Regions from separate parts of the Rattus norvegicus genome. Here region 2 is linked to region 1. Evidence: chromatin contacts called from public Hi-C data. All regions are on one chromosome and are shown on one strand. Each heading gives the region's core, a stretch centred on a gene start, on an enhancer-like site or on the middle of the called end of the contact. The rest is flanking DNA. Distances are from core to core; before and after follow the strand shown.

Evidence for each region. A called contact is a pair of places that touch in the nucleus more often than the background predicts.
Region 2: a Hi-C map of kidney shows a contact between it and region 1, with 5 times the contacts expected there. The contact joins two enhancer-like sites. A contact is called at or near these places in 8 of 12 Hi-C or Micro-C datasets (the A7r5 cell line, frontal cortex, hepatocytes and 4 more).

Annotation. Positions count from the first base shown.
Region 1 is chr17:33,965,127-33,971,333 of GRCr8, reverse strand. It overlaps the pseudogene LOC134482706. Among named protein-coding and RNA genes, the nearest start is that of Irf4, 20 kb to the right of the region's middle. Within about 2 kb of position 2,808, at least 34 of the 93 cell types and tissues checked have an H3K27ac peak or open chromatin away from gene starts, as enhancers often do.
Region 2 is chr17:34,141,786-34,147,992 of GRCr8, reverse strand. It overlaps LOC108348556 (a long non-coding RNA gene), which reads left to right. Exons shown (of 3, transcript XR_001841920.3): 3 at 835-2,367. Among named protein-coding and RNA genes, the nearest start is that of Uqcrfs1, 42 kb to the left of the region's middle. Within about 2 kb of position 3,567, at least 1 of the 93 cell types and tissues checked has an H3K27ac peak or open chromatin away from gene starts, as enhancers often do.

The DNA of each region.
Region 1 (6,207 bases), core at 1,559-4,058:
ATGGACTGTGAGACACACTGTGTCCCCAAGTCTGTGTGAGATCCAGTTATAACCCCCAAAGTCTGCAGGTAACTAAGTGAGTCATCTGGCGTTTGGATAGTCTTTCTGTTCCTTGACACTAGCTGCACAGGCCAGGACAACAAGCTGTATTGTGGCGTGATGTAGCTGTGCCTGGAGCCCAGCTTGCTAAGCCTCAGGGTGATAGTCTCAGTGCAGGAATTTCTGCTGTGCCTTTAGAGTGGTTTACCCACTTGGATCCCCTGCTTCCTCATAGGCAGGCCCTTGGTCTGGTGTGCTGTCTTGTAGGAAGCCTACCAGCTCCCTCTTCCCCAAGGCTGAGCTTTTCAGAACCTTCCCTCCTCCCCAGAACTTCATCTGTGCAGAAGTGATGATACTTTTCCTGCATGATACATTGCCACACTGAGGGGGACGGGGAGGATTCAGTATTTGAAGTTGGGGATGATGCCTTACTCATCAATGCCAATCTCCCCAGAGATGTCTGTTGTTCGTTCTATTGAATACATCATTCATTCAGTGAGTGTGGGGTTTTCCTATGTCCATGTGTTCCGAACTTCTACAGAGAGGAGACTCTGTGTGTGTGTGTGTGTGTGTGTGTGTGTGTGTGTGTGTGTGTGTGTGTGCGCGCGCGCGCGCGCGCGCGCGCGCGCGTGTGTGGCCAAAGTAAGCCCCCCGCCTCCTTCCCGTGAGACAATGTCACTATTAAACAGCCATTTTGAGGATCAAAAGCATAGGGATTGATTTGTCTTGGCTTGAATGGTTCACTTGAGGGTCATCTATGTAAAACTGGACCCACAACTCCACTGAAGGGAGATACTCAAGGTGAGCCATAGTTGTCCCCACGGAAGGCTCTTGCAGTCACCTGCAGGCCTTTAGAGACCTCCTACCTGTAGAATCCTCTCTGGGGTCATGTGGTGCCTTACAGGTGCCTATGTGAGGCCACTGTCTGTCTGGACTAAGGACTTCTTCAATTTGCATTTTAGCACTTAATGTTGCAATAGGAACAAACAGCTGTGTAGACAGGAGACACCTTTCCTCTCTTAGATGCAAGTTCCAAGGGGCTGGTCCTAGCACAGTACCTGGCATGGCACAGATTCTTGCCACCTGCCTGCCTAGGAAGTGAAGGCTTAGGGCTCAAACCACCTTGCCATGAAGCCCAGACTGGTGGTTAACAAAAGTTTATGTGGAATCCCTGACTCCTAATCACTCTAGGTCTCCAGAGTGGAGCTTCCGAAGGCCAGGAGACAAGCTTCCCGAACTGGGTCTAAGCACTTTGCCTTTAAATTATCAGCAGAGTTAAGGAGTGTCTGGGGTCTAGTCTTCAGTCACGAAGAAGGATCAAGATAAAGGACTTTGCTTACAGTCTCTTGAGTAGAGATTAATGCAGAGGACAGAAGAGATGGTGGCAGTGGCCTTTGCATCAGAGGACAGCAGCCATAGCAGCAATACCTACAGTAGCCACAGTGGAGAGGGAAGATAGTACCCAGCAGGCAGCACCCGTCATGCCAATGGCTGCAGAAACGATGAGAGCAGCAGCAGTGGCAGTGACAACATCCCTCTAGCAGCACCATCTCCGGGGCATTGGATGCTCCAACGGTAGATGTCATCCCTGTTACATCCTAAAGCAGCCCAGCCCAATTCCCTTGAAAGCCATCTGAGCGCCTTCCCTTGAGCCAGCCTCCTGCAGCAGTACCCACTGAGCCCCGCCTCCTCAGTGCTTGCCCACTAGCATAGCCTGCAGCTCTTTCAGTTCCTCAAGGGCAGCACCCTCTCCCCTTTGCAACCCTTTTCCACCCCACAAGCCTCCCTTACGGGCCTTTCCCATATCAGTCCCCTTAGGTCAAGCTTGAGGAATTCCTGTAGAACTAGCAGGGAAGGTGTGGTCACTGAAGGTTAGGAGGTGGCCTGTAGGAGCTTCCATTGGCAAGAACCAAGCCAAACAAAAATGGTGCCGACACAGTGGATCTGGACTTTGCAGCCTAGAAGTTCCAAAAGAGCATGTTGCTATGGAGAAACAAATAGGCCGGGGTGTGGCTTGGCAGTAGAGCATTTGTCTAGCACTCACAAGAAAACGTCCAAAGCCTGTTGGGTTGGGTGGGGGTGGGGATGGGGGGCTATTCATCAGTCTCAAGGGCTGCTCTCTATGGTGTCCCCACTTAACAGAGAAGGGAGTTACAGAGTTGTTTTAGCATCGTGTGTAACAGATGAAGAATGATGACCGAGGCAGGGCAGCTGAGGCCAGAGCAGGCTGCACCTTCAAAGCCTGAGTTCCCACAAGCTTCCAAAGGTGACCCCGAATCTCCCTGGGCTCCCTTGTTCTTGCACTGTCAAGTGTTTTGAAGCATTTGATGATCTATTATGATCCAGAAATCTATATGACTTTTCTTGTAAAACAAACTATTCTACCGTGCCACTCGGGAATTTCTGTGACTGCAGCTCTGCTTCTCCTAGTGCCAGCCATGCAGTAGCGGTGAACGGGGGAAAGTGTTCAGACCAATCTGAGAAAAGCTCTGGGTGCTGGTTTCAAGTTCTTAGCTTTAGATGGAGCAGCACCCTAACACTCAGTCAGCGGCTACAACGTTTATCACCCTTGGCCTGCTGAGCAGTTCCATATCTGGCTCTCGGTTACCTGTGCTTATACGCTGATAAATTCTTACACATTTTATGGCCACTGTCACTGCCGAGTGTCCTGCCTTCAGGCTGCCTGAGCTGTACTCAGCTGTGTCGAGTGGCTTGTGCTCTCTGGGATCCTGTCTCCTTAAGAACTATTTTTAGAAAAATGAGGACAGAGGTTTGATTCCTAGTTCCAGGCTCCACAGGCTGGCAGAAGCTGGAATTGCTTCATGGTCGGTCGGCACCAGTTCTCTCTGGCCATTCTCCAGGACAGTTTGCTGAGTGATCACAAGCCACTCAAGGAGGTAGGAGTGGTTGATCTTGCCTTGTTCTTACTAAGTGCTCTGTGAGCTGCTGGGCTGTGTGGGAGCTGCTCTAGGTGGTAAGGATTGTGGCTAGGTCCCAGTAGCTTACTCCTAGCCCGTCGGTGGTCAGCATCTCCAAAGAAAGAATTGACTGAAATCAGGGATTGTTTTGAAAAAGCTCCAACCCAGGATGGAGTGGTCGATGCCGGGACTCGAAAGGGAGAGCATGTGTGAGAAGCCTGAGACATTTGTGCAGCCAGGAAACAAGGAAGTACTTGAAAAAGAAAGGAACGTGTCAAGAGGCTACAGAGCCAATCAAAAAACAAACAAACAAAAAAGGCAAAAAATAAATAAATAAATAAAACCTTCTGATAAGTCAAACTGGTGTAATTTGGACAACAAATTACTGGAACATTGGAGACTAACCCATGGAATAAAATAAACACATGAGTCCAAACTAACATAGAATTGAATGAGTCAGTAAATAGAAGGCTGGGGCATTCTTGCTTGTAGAAATCAGGTGAGCAGGTGTGGATAGGACAAGAAAAGTACAAAATCACCATTATATTTGACAGTAAATAACTCTGGGCCAACTGCCCGGCCACTGAGTCACCACCAGGCACAGCACGAGGGAGAGACTATATTTGCATAGTCTAGACTTATCTCTCCCAAGAGAGAGACCAACCAGAAAGACCTGATCAGTGATCAGAGGGGAAACCCTTCAGTTAGAGCCCTAATTGGACTATGAAGGGCAACGGCGACATTAGTAAGCCCATTACTGTCACATGTTCGTTAATGTCATGCATTGAAGATACAGTGTCACTTTTGTGGGACTTTTGCCAAAACTGCACTGACCTCAACATAACCAGAACAAACATCGGATGATGGAGAAACGTTCTGCAAAATCACTGACTAGTGGTCCCAAAAGCATTGCAGTACAGATGACAAGAGAAGACCCCAAACTGACAGAGGAACCAGCGGTTAAAAAAATTTTACTGCCCCTCTCAAAACCAAAATGAGAGCCATACGAAGTGGTACTCAGGAGACTGGGGCAAAATGATCACCACGAGTTCAATGAGGCTAGCCTGGGCTACATATTAAGATTCTCTCTCTCTCTCTCTCTCTCTCTCTCTCTCTCACACACACACACACACACACACACACACACAAATTAAATAAATAAACACATAACTAAATAAATAAATAAATAAATAAATAAATAAATAAATCAAATAGAATTACCAAAATAGAGTTTGGGATACCTGAGTTTGGGATACCTGATGCCCTGGTAGAAGCTAGGCACCCTGTACCTCTGGGTTGGTATAGGGAGAAAATATAAAAAGAGATGGAGCTTAGTGTGAGCCACTATATAATAATGAAACCATTAACTTAGCTTTATTTATTCATCCACACAGCTCCAGACACTTCATCTTCAAAAAAGTGCCCAAAATATATACTAGAGAAATGACAGCTATTGGGTTCTGATTGGAAGCCAAGAAAAACTCACCCCAGGGATTTATAAATGAAAGCTTTATTTTCGGGGCTCACAAGGAGGCAGCCAGTTCCACCTCTGAACTGCACCCCTGAAGGTTGGACAACATTTTTATAAGATGGGAACACAAAGCAGGGGGGGCGGGTGGCAGAGTACGCTGTTGCATTGACCAATTGTATGACGCAAGGAGTTAATCCAGAAGACTGGGCCTTATCTGGGTCACCTGGTTTCAGGGTCCTGATTCAGCCTTTGCAGTCGGGTCCTCTCCTGGACTCCAGTCTGGAATTTAGAATAATAAAGGAGCAGAGGAGTCAGCTAAATCAAGACAAGCGATTGGCTGTTTGTGTGCCTTAGTTCAGATAACAGGATAGACAACTTCCCTCCTTGCATCCTTACTGGTTAGAGGACAAACATGAAATACCTGAGGAAGCAGAAGAGGAGTTGGTTCTGGGGCCTGGGAACATGAATTCGGTTTGGCCCCACCAGCAAGATGGAACTTGACCCTGAGACGGGAGGACCCAAGAAACTGTCTCCTCACAACAGCCTCTTCAACAAACTGTGCTAAAGAAAACGAATGATCTCTATGTATAAGAATGAAACTGGAGCCCTTTCTGTCAGGGCTGGATTTTTTTCAGACACCAGGACTACAAGATGGCGTCACTCATGCCATCAAAGGAGAAGAAGCTTGTGGAGGTTAAACTTGGAGAGCTGCCCAGCTGGATATTGACTTCACCCCCAGTGGCATTGCAGGAACTTTTTGGAGAGGGTATGACTGGCATTACAACAAGTACATCAATGTTTGCAAAGGCAGCATCTCAGGGATTAACATGGTGCTGCTGGCAGCCGACGTAGTTTTCAGTGATTGCATTTCTTACAAGGGACTCAAACAGGAACAGCAATGCAAGCACCACTGAAGAGGGGTCACCATGGAGGTCATTTCATGGCTGAGCACAACTGCCTGCCCTGCTCCTATCTAGGAAGAATTCAGCTGGCTGAACCTTCACATCCTGACTGAGAACTAGTGTTCAATAAAAGGTGACTGACTGGTTAAAATAAAAAAGAAACTGGATCTACTCTCCCCCTGTACCAAATATTGTAATAATAGTAACCATAATAACATTTATTATTATATTTATATTATATGTTTATATTGTTTCTATATTATATAGTGTGTAGAATTATATAATAATTATTATTATTAATTTAAAATGATCAAAGATATTAAAGTAGACCTCAAAAACTTTTGGAGGGAAACACTGAAGAAAGAGTCACGCGTAAGGATTTTTTTTTCAAAAAGGACTCTGGTTGCATAGGAAATGGGCTTGAATTAAAAGTCCCCACCCCCAGCCCCCAGCAAAGGAAACAATGTCCAGAGGGAAGAGGCAGCCAAAGAGCAGCAGGGCATCTTTGTCAGCTCAGCGTCTGACACAGATTAATATCTAGAATCAGTAAAGAAGTCAAAACAGCAAACACCGAAGGAGAAAAAAAAAATCAAACAAGCAATTATCTAGTCGACGAGTGATCAAATGAATTGAAGAATGGTTCTCAAAGAAATGTGAAAGTTACTGTGGGGTGTAACTTCAGTTGATCATTTTCAGTCATGTAGATGCAAATAAAAACTTCACTGAGAGTCTATCGCATACCATCGAGTAGCTTTCCCAAGGGAGACCTCTGTGCATTACTGGTAGAGATGTATAGTGGAACGGCCACCCTAGAAATGAGTGTGCAGTTCTAAAAAAGAAAGTGTAACCAGTATATAATCTAGCTCACTACTCCCGG
Region 2 (6,207 bases), core at 2,318-4,817, 180 kb before region 1:
ATTTAGCTCAGTGGTAGAGCGCTTGCCTAGCAAGTGCAAGGCCCTGGGTTCGGTCCCCAGCTCCGAAAAAAAGAAAAAAGAAAAAAAAGACTCTTTGCCTTTACCATTCTTGACCTTGTTTCCTTTTCAAAGAAATCTTATTCATACAGAAGAAATAGCACTGGCAATAGAGGTCACCTCCACAAAATGCAGGGGGACAGGCATCTTCAGTTCTAGGCAGAAGAGACCTAGAGGTTCCAGGAAGTCTTGTCTGCCTAAAGCAGAACACTACCAGTAGGGGTCATATTTAGAGGCAAACATGGCAGATGTGATCTGTCCTGCCCACCACTATGTATAGGAATGGCCCGGTTCTTCTAAAAAAATATATACCAGCAACAAAAAGGCCCTGGTGCATCAAGTGTCTTTGCTGGGAGTCACAGACCTTCTTGAGTCAGCCAAGCTTCTTTTGTTAGTCCATTTCCGAGGGATACTTGTGCCACTTGTAACCCTGAGGGGCTTGCCTGGGGCCCCCAGACAACACTTGTACTTGACTGGTTGGTGTTTTTACACTTTTGTGGGGTATTCCCCCGTGTTCCACATTCTTTTGCATGCCCAGCATCAATCTGAGCATTCTGGTTATCTGTGAGAAGCTAGACAAGGGGAATGAACCAGCTGCTGAGTGATTGTTTCTGTGCTATGCCTAACAACGCTCTTTGTTTCTGACCCGGGACTCTGTCCACAAAACAGTAGCCGGCTGGCTTGCTAGCTTGTAAGAAGAGCAAAGTCAAATACAAGACCAGTCTTTAATCTTACTGTAGAAACCAATTTGAAATTATTCTGTATTTCTTTCCCCAGACTACAGACAAAGGCAAGATGAATGATGTTTGTGTAGTATATCTCTATTTCCAGTTCTACAGGGAGCCTGTCCTGGACAAACTGACAGATGTCTCTCAGTAAATAGACAGGAGGAGCAGTGGTATCTAAGCATAAAACTCTTCGAACATGGAGTCTGAAGGATGGACTGACCGTTTGCAATGATATCTCCTAGCAACCATCAAATCCACAACAATGTATTGAGTACCTGCAGAGCAGGCCTCTTTATGATTGGTGTCTAAAGTTATCACATTGAAATGGTGGGCCCTCCATGTTCCAAGTCTCAAAGTACTTGCACATACATCTGTCGCTCAACAAAACTCAGGGAGTCACCTAAGACCCTGTTGTCACCCCTATGTGTAGCCAACAATAAACACAAGTGACAGCTGTGGTTTATTAAAGACTGTGTTCCACACACTCTTACACATGCTAACTTGTTCGCCATCATAGTGGCTTTGTGTGATTGTTCTCACTTTATGACTGATTAAAGTGAAGCGCAAAGAGATAAATACACTCTTAATCACCCTGCTCCTGGTTGGCAGTGTTGGAGTAAGAATTAGCAGTCAAACTCTAGGTCACAGCACGTACTACTGGAATGGACCACCTAAAGAGGAAAATGAATCAAGGAGAGAAGGCCATTGTGTAGAGATCATGTGACCAGGGACAGAGCCGAGATCCACACCTAGCTAGCTTATGAACATTGCTGGGTCTCCAAACCAACACCTATATCCAATAATCACAGTGTGCCCACAGGTGCACCTTGAGATGTTCCTGTGATCTGAAGAATGTAACTCTTCCACCTCAGGTTTCTGGTGACTCTTGATAATGTCCCCATGCCCAGTGGTCACTGCTGATGCCATCTTCCAGTAGCCCACAATTTCAAATGAACTAGCTGAAGAGGGCTGGTTCTTACAACACGAGAGTCCTCCACTGGTGCCTCTCGACCTTAAGGCATGATTCAGAGAAAGAGGTTCTGAGGCAAAGGGCAGGCTGAGGAGTTCTAGTCCTAGCACTGAATGACTCAGAGTCAGTCACTTCCCTTCTAGGAACAATTTTATCAGGGAAAGGATGAGACCCAGAAGCCTCTGAAGCCCCCTCTCCTCATTGTGTCCTCCCAGAACACAACCTGTGACTGTTTTGAAGACCCCTTCTACATCCCTGAGCCTACCTTGAGCCACTCCTGGGCTTCCCAATAAGTCATACATCAAGACTTTTCTGTCCTGTGTTTTACCCTCTCAGGACCCTGTGCTTATCTGTGACTAAGAATGCTTCTATTTTTTATCACAGAAGTTAAAATGATTGTCATTTCTTAATAATTTCATTCTCCCAGGAGACCTCATGCCTCAATTCTCTTTCCTTTTCTCATCTTTTCTTTTTCAACATAACCTTTTTTTTATTGATTCTCTCGAAGTTTCACACTACGTGCCACAATCCTATTTCCTTCCCAGACCTTCCTTGTCTGCCCTCCTGCTTGTGACCTCCCCACTAAAAATATTTTTAAAATAATAGAGTTAAAAGTCTAATTTGTGCTATTTTACATACTCACTGAAACATGGTCAAATTCTCAGCGGCCTGTCCCTTTAATAGAACTGAGTCCTTCCCTCCTGCACCTTCACTGGAAGCCATCAATTTTGGAGAGCTAACTTCAGCATCCTTCTCACCACACTTCTGAAGAGTTCTCTTCAGTGGCTTCTGTTCTAGGCTGTTACCTTTGGGGAGAGAGGGGTTGTGAGGGATAAGAGGTGTCCCAGAAGTCTTCCACACCCCTTCCTCTCAGCTGCGTGTCTGCAGTTGATATGACAGCCAAAGTAGCTTCTTTGCTCGTCAGTCAGTGTGAGCCAGAGCTTGAGGACAGCACTGCCCCTGAGCATGGTCTCCTGCAGGGCCACAGACAAGTAGGACAGGTCCCTTGGAGGCAGCCCAGACCATAGACATCAACACAGCCTCTGGTGACAGTGCAGCCCACAGATGGGCACATGGCAGAAGAGCCAGCCTGGCTGTACCCTGCCAGGGGATGTGTTGATGTCCTTGGCACATGTTACCACCAAAGACCATGCAGATGCCCATATTTGTGGGCTGTGCTGTCCCCAGAGCCATGTAGATATGAGTGGCCCGGGCTGCCTCCTGAGGCCATGGTGATGTTCGGGTCCATGTCGCTACCAAAGGCCATGTCTGGGTCCAAGGCCCCACTGCAGTCAGGGTCAGTGCTGATGTTCGAGGCCCAAGTTACCATCAAGGCCTTGTGGATTCATGGGCTGTGCTGCTGCTGGGGACCTCGACTCCCTTACGTCACACCTATTATGAAAAGCTAATGCTCACCTCTGTCCTTTTAAAATCAAAAGACTGAGCTGGAGGAAAACAGCCTCGCAAGTGTCAATCTTTTATTCCACAGTTATACAGAAGCCTGAATTTGCTAACATTTTATTTATTGTTATGTCAACAAACGTGTATTTGTTAACCATTAACTACATTTACCGATACACTCCAGTCCACATGGTAATACTCTACCATTGCCACACACAGAAGAGTGACAAACCACGCAGGGACATCCACAAAGGCCCCTCGGTGGTGGAAGGGTTGGAGCTGAGACTTTCATCACCAGATACTTGATGGCTCTTTCTCGAAGCTCTGGGCAGGGGATAAGGATAGGCCAGTCAGACCACACGTGTCAGTGAAGGCTGCAGCTTTGCCTTCACTAATCCAGTAGCAAAGTATCCTCTGGAGGGAGCCAGAGGGCTGTTTGAGGGACACTGGCCACGCAGTAACGTCTGCAGTCCTGCCCTGCTCTCAGGTTTTCATCTGGAACAGAGTCTTGACCACCTTCCTAAACCATTGATGTACACTGTAAATAATCCTAAATCTAAGATTTTATTTCAAGCAGTTTCAAGTGTCCACTGGCAGTTCTTGATTTTAGGCAATACTGTCTACCCTTTAAATCTGATCAGGAAGCCCTTTTAGGCAAAGTGCTATTCACATTTGAATTCTGGTTCCCGTTGGCTGCTGTTTTTGAGGCCTGCCTCTGAGTTCTTGGTACTTCGGAACCCTGTTCTTTTTGTCTCTCCCTTGATGTGGTTCAGAGAAAGGTAGCTTGAAATAGAGAAACTCTGTGACAAATGACACTGAAAAAATAAATAAAGCCACCAGAACTGTCCTCACCTTCCACTTCGGGCTAGTTCCCAGGCTGATAAAAGCATGACTCTTCAGATGACTAAGAATATGTACACAGAAAATCCTTCATAGGCCATAGCTTTGATGACCCAAATGTGAGGTGTGGTTGGTCGTCTCAGAGCTCATGGGAGTAAAAGAAAAAACTGAGGAAGACCTGTTGCTCTTCAAGCTCAGGGGCTGGGTCTAAAGTCAACCATCATGGAACGCTGAGCTATAGACTGCCCTGTGGCAAGGGCTGTCATTACACACAGCTCACTAAGTCCTTTTTACAGTGATTTGGTTTTTTTTTTTTTTTTCATTTGTTTCTTATTTCCTGGGGTAGTGCAGTAAGTTGTGGTAGAACAACTTGCAGGGGTCAGTTCTCTCCTTCCTTCAATCCAAAGATCAAATTTAGGTCTCCAGGCTTGGAAGCAATAGCCTGTTACTCTCTGAGCTGACCCAGGCTTTCAGTAAATCCTGTGAAGGTGACAGGCAGTCCCTGTCTCCCGGGTGGCTTCTGGCTACTGCAGAGGAGCAGGGTGACAGTCTGTTTGGCTGGAATCCTCTCAGATGGTCCACAGACACACCAGGACAGTGTCCGCTTCTCATGGACTTGCTGCTGTGGGTGTACCTTCCTCCTGACTTTAACTTCTGTGACAGGCTTCCTTGCTCTTTCTAAGAAATTCTCTCTCTCTCTCTCTCTCTCTCTCTCTCTCTCTCTCTCTCTCTCTCTCTCCCCCTCTCTGCTGTATCTCTGTGTACACCTGTGGTAATCTGAAGAAGCCATCAGATGCCTTGGGCTATCACCATCTACCTTGTGGCCTTGACACAGGTTCTCTCACTGAACAGGGAACAGTTAGCAGGCCCACCAAGCCTCCTGTCTCCTCTACATCCACCCAGGGATGACAAGGTACATGCAACCATGTTTAGCTTTTTACAGGGGTCTTCAGGATCCAAATTCAGGCTCTCGTGTGTGTGGTAGCAAGCTCTCTCACCCACTGAGCCTTACCCCCAGTGTTTGATGGGTTTCCTATAGATATCGCCCCTGCCAAGTGACTGTTCCACACCTAGGAACGAGGGTCCCAATGATGCTTCCTGATCACATCCCTACTACTGATGGCCTCAGCCCTAGGACCCATTTAACAATTCCCACTCTGCACAGCCCTTGCTGTCTCCAGCCTGGCAGCTTGTTGGTGCCAGGAACTATGTGGAATCACCAACCTTTTACAGATTCATTGTTAATTTGTCAGAGCCATTTCAATAAACTACCACCATGTGGTAGGAACTGAAACTTTATGAATCTAAAGGCCAGCAGTCTGGGGTCCAGGACCAAGGGCTTCTAGTAACTTGATGGCATCTCTACATGGCATTCTCCCATGTTCATGCTTCTTGACCACGCTGCACACTCCTGTTGGTCTCAGCCTCTCTAACTTCCCACACTGCACAGCCCCTGCTATCTCCAGCTTGACGGCTTGCTAGTATGTTAGGAGCTATCTCCGAATTTCCTTGTGCTGTAAGGTCACCCATCTTATTGTACTGTGGTTCTCTTTAATCAACTGATTGTTATTTAAATAAACATTCAAGAGCTCTTTTTTACAAATAAGCTCACATTTTAATTACTGTAGTGTACATTGGACTTCAGTGTAAATTTTTTGTTTTTCTGGAAATAGATTCAAGTCATTCTATTTCCCATGCTAGAAACTTAAGACTTATGTCTTACTACTCCCTGTCCCATCCCATAACCTCACTACCTACACCCTCATGGGCACCTCCCTCTGCAGGTGACACCTAGATTATCTGTCTGGAGCTAACCCCGCACCACCTGATACACTCAGAAACCCTTATCTACACGCCATTACCTTGCTGTGGCTGATTCAGCAGAGAAATGGTCTCCTAAGACTCCTACTACTGCATCAGAAGCTTCTGCCGGGCCCCGAAGGACTCTCTGCCTTCCTGGTAAGATTTTGGGGACCCTACATAAGTTAGTTACTTCGAGGATCAGCTGCTACCACCTCTATTCCAAGAGTGCCCTTGTCTGCCTGCTCCAAGCAGGCACATGTGCTGGGGCCCAACCTGCCTCACTTCTTCTGTGACACTTTCCCTGGCATTTGTCTTCCACCAGGACTGCCTAACTTTGCAGTCCCCTCATAGGGGGGCTTCTTCCTTTCATAGGTCAATCCCGCCAAGCTGGCTGTGCCTAACACTTGC